Linked DNA regions of Mus musculus: region 2 is linked to region 1. Evidence: chromatin contacts called from public promoter capture Hi-C data. All regions are on one chromosome and are shown on one strand. The core of a region is the stretch at or near the end of the contact, and the rest is flanking DNA. Distances in the headings are between cores, read along the strand shown. Region 1 holds the start of Smim15 (small integral membrane protein 15). Region 2 holds the start of Depdc1b (DEP domain containing 1B).

Evidence for each region. Capture Hi-C pulls out chosen DNA fragments and counts their contacts.
Region 2: a promoter capture Hi-C map of adipose tissue shows a contact between it and region 1. The contact joins the promoter of Depdc1b here to the promoter of Smim15 in region 1. A contact is called at or near these places in 2 of 39 promoter capture datasets (liver and pre-B cells), 9 of 484 Hi-C or Micro-C datasets (CD4 T cells, the G1E-ER4 cell line, Sertoli cells and 6 more), 2 of 115 datasets of contacts at active chromatin or transcription factors (memory CD8 T cells and pancreatic cancer cells) and 4 of 9 other capture datasets (adipose tissue, embryonic stem cells, liver and 1 more).

The regions. Positions count from the first base shown.
Region 1 is chr13:108,042,972-108,046,278 of GRCm38.p6, forward strand. It overlaps Smim15 (small integral membrane protein 15), which reads left to right and starts at 1,503. Exons shown (of 3, transcript NM_001048250.2): 1 at 1,503-1,515. It overlaps Gm41055 (a long non-coding RNA gene), which reads right to left and starts at 1,500. Exons shown (of 5, transcript XR_003950673.1): 1 at 1,235-1,500.
Region 2 is chr13:108,314,751-108,318,057 of GRCm38.p6, forward strand. It overlaps Depdc1b (DEP domain containing 1B), which reads left to right and starts at 1,587. Exons shown (of 11, transcript NM_178683.4): 1 at 1,587-1,719. The coding sequence starts at 1,672.

The DNA.
Region 1 (3,307 bases), core at 253-2,752:
CAGCCCATGGTTTGGGAGCCTATCTTACTTATCATCTTTGGTTAAGGTAATGCAGGCCCCAGTAAGGCTGTCCTCCATGGCAACCTCTATGCTGTTCTTGGGCTTGCACAGGCCTGCCTAATACACCAGAAGAGAGAGCCCTAAAATCTGAGTGTGAAGGCTAGGTCTCCAATAGCCAAAGAAGCTTGCTGCTTTCTTTCTCTCCGTTGTAAGTGTGTGTACTGTGCACGATTAGGCTGGTGCACCCCCTCCTCAGTTCCTTCCTTACGGTACTGCTTCCTTTTATTCCCAAGACTTGCGGGGACCCTGGGTCCTTTAGAGATAAAACAGAGCAACACACTGGGAGGCAGAACTTGTGAGGAACCATCTACTGAAGTGAACATGTCACGGATACAAGCCGGTTATGGATACAAGCCGGTTATGGGTACGCTTGTTTGTACAGGTTTTAAGCAATCCTTCAGGCTTTCACACAAGAATAAGAAAACCACGGCTGCCATTACAATATGCAGCCATTAGCATATACCCGGGTAGCAGTATTTTAGATCCTTAGATTAGCTGCCAAAGTCTGCTCCTTGGTAAATAATGGTTACTGTTGTTATACTCTAACTACTCATACATGTCTCGGCTTGCTCCTCAAAGGGAACGCTCACAGTCTCTCAGGAATAAAAACTTGCTTTATTTGGCACACAACAGCGAGGAGGTCTTGCAACATTCGCCAGAGGCAGTCAAACAGAGCAAGTAGTTCAGGCAAGCAATCACAAAATTTGAGCACCAACCAAACCAGAGCTAATCTTTCCGTCCCTGTAGATTAGGAGACCCATTTAACGCACCCCTTTCTGCTTGTTGACTTTTTGAAGTCCTTTATTTATGTATTGCGATCTCTATGCCCTGACAGTTTAATTATTGACAGTTTACTTTGGGGCAAGTATCGACCATTCCTTTGTGAAGTAAGTTAGGCTCTTAAATGAAAAACAAACAACGGAACCTCTTTCCCACAGCGTGGCAGCATTTCCCCCTGCTACCAAGGTTCACTGGACACATCCCAGCCGGGCTGCTGCTTGGCCAAATCTTTAAATATTTAACTATTGTTCAACTCTACAGCATGAGTGAGGGGCGAGTTAGGGAACACGCCAGTCCTTCCACGGCCTCGAGAAGGCTCTAAGGAGACTGCGGGGTCCCCCTCGTGTCTAGCTGCGGCTCTCTGGGCTGAGAGTCCCCTGGACGAACTCCTCACCCACTCCGTCTCCTCGCCGGCGTCCCACGCAGGACGCGAGGCCACGATGCCCCACCTGCAGCGCACACGAAGCGGCGCGCGGCAGCATCCCCGACCGCGGACACGAAGCCTCCGCGCCTCGCCTCGCCTCGCCGCGCCGCCCCTCCCCGCCCTCCCGCTATGGCTCTAGACATTGCGCCGCCGGAAACCCGCCCGCCACTTCCTCATCCCGCCCCGCCCCGCCCCGCCTTCGGGCGGGACCTGAGCGGAGCGGCTTCCGCTTTCCACTTTCCTGCCTGGCGGTGAGTGGGAATGGGAGCGGGGATCCCCTAGGGCTGCGGTGGCTTGCTGTAGCCTAAGCTGAGCGTGTGGCCGGGCTCTCCCGGCTCTCTGAGCTCCTGACCGCGGGTCCTGCCCGGCTTCGCTCGGCGGGGCGGCGTCCTTAGCCGGTGAGGCCGACTGATGGCCGTGGACATGGCCCGGGGCAAGGAGAATGCTAAGCGGGGAAAGTTAGGAGAGAAGCTGTAAGTCTAGAGACGCCTGGTGCAGCTCCGGGTCCCCTAGGCTTTGTGAGGTGAAGGAATGTGCCTGAAAGTAAGGCGAGGATGTTTTGGTGCGAGACTGAGGTGCTCTCGAGATGTGTGGCCTGTGGACCGTAACTTTGCCATAGCCTAGTCATCAAGTCGCGCTAGTCTTATTTGCAAAGTTGGGCGGATTTCGCAGACTTGTATTTAGTTCGTTACTGGACTCGAGAAAGATCGATCTTTCTTGGACCTTCCTGCAAACTGGTTACAACTGGGCGAGGGCGTAGCGACAAGGGACTGGATGGTTAACGTCTCCAGAAAGTTTAATGTGCTGAAAGTAGGGGCATGGTTTCTGATACAAATACGGAGATAGCATGGGGACATGGAAGTTAAATCCAGTGATAGTTTTCTTGATGTGACGGGTTGTGGGTACCATAATTATTTTGGTAATTCTTTATTTTCTTGTAAGGTACATTAATTGAACTACAGACCACAAAACCTTTAAAGAGCAAAGCATAGTGTTTGACTTTGTAACGATGTACCCAATCCAACGAATAAATGAGGATTCTTAAGTACAAGCAGTTTAAATTCTTGGTTGGTCAGCGGTGGAGCATCTGTCTACTGTGCTCTACTAGGCTTTGGGTTGGATCCCCAACAGTAGACGCAAAGATTAAAAATCTTTATGGGTATGGTACCTGTAACATGTCAGCCAGCCAGCTTGATTTTTTTTATGTTAGTGAAAGTCATTATTATTCAGACAAAACTTTAGTACTCAAATAATTTACGTAGAATACTTGGCTTCTACGAATTAGAACTCTTATTTTGGGACATTTGCAGTTGTAATTTAGGGAGAAATAGGTGTTAAGAGGCTATACTATTATAGAAAGATGTTTTTACTTGTTTGTGTTTAGAGGAGAATTTAGAGGTTTTTTTTTTTTTTTTTTTTTTTTTTCCATTTCTAATCTTACTGTAAAGGTATCTTTTATTCTCCTGTTGTAATTGTCATCTTTGAGGCTTACTGCTCAGTCTGCTAACCCAGGCCTAGTCCCGGAAGCTTCTAGCCTCCACACAATCTTATCTAGGCCTAGAGTGTTTTCAGCTTCTGAGACTTATTGCTGAAAAGCGCATCCTTTCTTGTTCTTCCTGTGTGCTGGCTAACTCACTTACTCAGCTAGCTGTTCTAGCTCAAACTCCTCGCCAAGTTGACTGATTCAATCTGGCTTCTCTTTCTCCTCTTCTGAATTGCTCTGCTTGACCTCAGACTCTAGCAATGTGTTCTGCTCTTCTGGCTTCTCATCCTCTGGCTCATTGTCTTCACCTGTGTCTAGCTTGTTCTCTCTCTCCAGCCTGTCTCTGTAAAACTCTCCTGGTAAAACTGCCTTCTCCTTTCTTCTTTCTCTGTGCTGCTCTCTTAACTAGCCTCTTTTTCCTCTTTCCTCTTTTGAGGGCTGGGCATATCCTGTATCAAATCTTTCTCTGATTCATCACTTTGACATCACTTTCAAATATGGTGCTTCCTTCTACAAACTAACTTTACCTTGTTTGGGATTAAAGGTTGTATACTAAGGGC
Region 2 (3,307 bases), core at 337-2,836, 270 kb after region 1:
CAGGCTTTAGTTTGTGATCTTGGTTTCTTTTCTTTTAGTGACTGTACTGGCTAGTTTTGTGTCAACTTGACACAGGCTGGAGTTATCACAGAGAAAGGAGCTTCAGTTGAGGAAATGCCTCCATGAGATACATTTGTAAGGCACTCTCTCAATTAGTGATCAAGGGGTCCCTTGTGGGTGGGATCATCTCTGGGCTTGTAGTCTTGGTTCTATAAGAGAGCAGGCTGAGCAAGCCAGGGGAAGCAAGCCAGTAAAGAACATCCCTCCATGGCCTCTGCATCAGCTCCTGTTTTCTGACCTGCTTGAGTTCCAGTCCTGACTTCCCTGGTGATGAACAGCAGTATGGAAGTGTAAGCTGAATAAACCTTTTCCTCCCCAACTTGCTTCTTGGTCATGATGTTTGTGCAGGAATAGAAACCCTGATTAAGACAGTGACTCACTGAGTTTAATTAGGGTTCCAAACATGAGCATGGGTGTTAGGCTCTTTACTGGAAGAAAATAGATGGCATCTCTCAGCAGCCATTCATTTCCAATAATCTCCTCACTACTGGCTCATACGCCCTTCCTGCCCTGGTATGCTAGAATATTGATTGACAGGCTCCATCGTGTGTAGGTCTTGCTGTGAATTCATGAATGAACAGCCAGGTCAACCATATTATGTTCGGAAGACAGCATCTTACGGGTGTTCATACCAGTGTCCCATGCTCAGCCCTATTTATTCTCAGGACTTTCACCAGTTTTGAGGGTCTGAATTAATCACTAGCTATTGAATTAATCACTGTCTAATATGTCTATTGCCTATCACCTTCTATGATCAAGGTGGAGTTGTTCAGCAGTCTTCACGGAGGAGTCCAGACATAGATTCATTGTCACCGAGCTAAAGGCATATAGTATAAAGTGAAGTCATTTGTCTCTTTCAACAGTTGCAAGTTGGACCAGCAATTCCCACGGGCAGGAGATGTGTAGGTGATTCAGTGCAGAGAAGACGAATTCATCAACCCCACAAAGGACTGACAATTTCTGTCAGATTCCTAAATACAAAACCTAAGTTCAAGGAGGAGAAAGATTACTGTACTTTATTTATCAAGGGAACACAGCAGACGCTGACCATGCCTCTCCTTATCGCTCTTTCTACACTCCTTATGGCAGGTTGCCTTTATCTGCTTTAGAAATGTCCTTCCCCTTGGACAGCTGTCAAGTCAACTCGCTTCCTTTCACCACCCACTTCTTCCTCTTTGCTAACCTCCGGATTCTCTGCCCTGGGTGCTGACAGGAATTATCTATCGGGTTCCAGCTAGGTTTGGCTCACTGGGCTCCGAGGCTGCAGAGCTGGTGTTCCGAGTGGACTCGCGGCAGGGACAGTCCCGGTAGGTTTTGGGCAGCGCCATCCACTGTGTGCCGGCGGTACGCGGCGCGATCAGTCATGTCCGCAAGCATCCGAGCGCCCATTGGCGAGGAGAAAGTGTTCTTTCCTCCTAGGTGCTGGAGGCGCAACCCCGGGTAGTGAAATCCAGGACACAAACAGCCCCGCCCACCACACAGTTCCTGTCACGTGCCCTCGCAACGTCCAATCAGCGCCCCGAAGCTCCGGGCTTGTGATTCAAACTGCGGCGCGGCGAGCTCCGTCTGGAGTCCCCGCCGGCGTTGCCCCGCGACTGCTGCGCGTTGGCAATGGAGCACCGCGTAGTGGGACCCGGGCCGTACCGGGCCACCAGGCTGGTGAGTGAGAGTGGGGCCGAGCCGACCCCGCGCCGCTGTCACCGCCAAGACTCGGGCAGTGTGCAGTCGCTCGGGGGTTGCCGGTGCTGGTGGTCGTGTGCCTGCTCCGGTCGCTGCTGCACACTCTGTCCCACAGCGGGCAGACGAGGCCCGGAGTCAGCCCTACCAAGGTGGCATGAACTACTTCTGCCGCCGGTAGTTGGATGCTCGGCTTTGGACGGCGCCTTCAGCCTTAACGGGGAACCGAACCTCAGGCGATCGCGTTCCCCTTTGTCCTAGGGACCTACTCTAGCTTCCAGGGCAAGATCGACCGTGGGTGGAGCCATAGGACCACCTATGGGGGTAGCTCTTGCGGACTGCGGTGCTCCAGGCAGGGCGTGACTCCTTCCTGAGTGACACTGTTGACACTTGACAAGTGTTCTTTGTAACGGTGCACTGCACGGAGGTGGATTGCCCCTCTAAGGTTCCTGCCCCCGGAGTTTCAGTTGTCAGCACCTACTTCAAGTAGCGGATCAGCTCTGATAGGTGATCTAAAAGCTTTGCTGATGCACCAGGGTAAGGGTCTTTCTTGTGGAAACAAGTTTTGCCACTCAGAAACTTATTTCTAGGAGGAAGTACTTTTACTGACTTCTCCCTCAAACGGATTAGGACAATGGAATAGACAGAAGGTTTTAGAGGACTTTGAGTTTTGTCTGTGAAGACTCATAGCTGCATTGCCTTGCAATAAAGTCTCACCTGCTCTCTACTCTGGAAAAGGTGGGGATGAATATCCAAACTCATGTTTTAGACTCATATGCTAGAGATGTAGTTTTCTTTCTTTCCAGAGCCAGGTAGTCTGTGTTCTGCGGAGTCAAGCCACCTTCTACAGATGGGAAGTTAGGTTTCAGGCTGCTAGACCTTTGTTTTATTAGACTTATGGGACGCGTGGAGAATCAAATAAAGATTATGAATCTTCACACAAAAGATCACATGGCACATGTAAAGTTTCCCCTAAGATTTTAGGGTCTGTGGTCTTGTTTCATTTGGCTGAAAACAACACATATTTGCATAGGGTCATTGGTCTGGGCTGGACTCATGTCAGCGGTTCTTCCAATGGAAATCATTCATGTGTCACTATCTGGTGATTTGACTGGCACTGGGTGGTGTCACGTGGTACCCTGGTCTTCAGTGTTGGTTGAACCAAGTTTTGACAGGTTTGCTCAGATTCTTCATAAAGTGGGCTCATGGTATCATGACATTTTGTTCACACATCATTGGCCAAAGCAAATGAAATGGCTGAGTCTATAATCTAGACATTCATTTTTATTAAAAAGAAAGCATTTTCAGGTTGCCAGCCTTGTGTGGCAAGGATCTTTACCCACTGAGCCACCTTGAAGGCCCCTTTTCTACGTTTTAGCATGGAGAGGTGGTAAAAGCCACATGGCTAAGGTGCCTGTGAAGAGGCTAGGAGACCTCGTTGTGTAATCCACAGAACCCCCAGAATGGTCCCATTTATTTTAAGAGAGGGTGAAATGAATAGTGGATGTAGGTTTTCTTTAGGGCTCATTTCTAAGAGGTATGAACGGCGACAAGATAAAGAGAGTCTCAG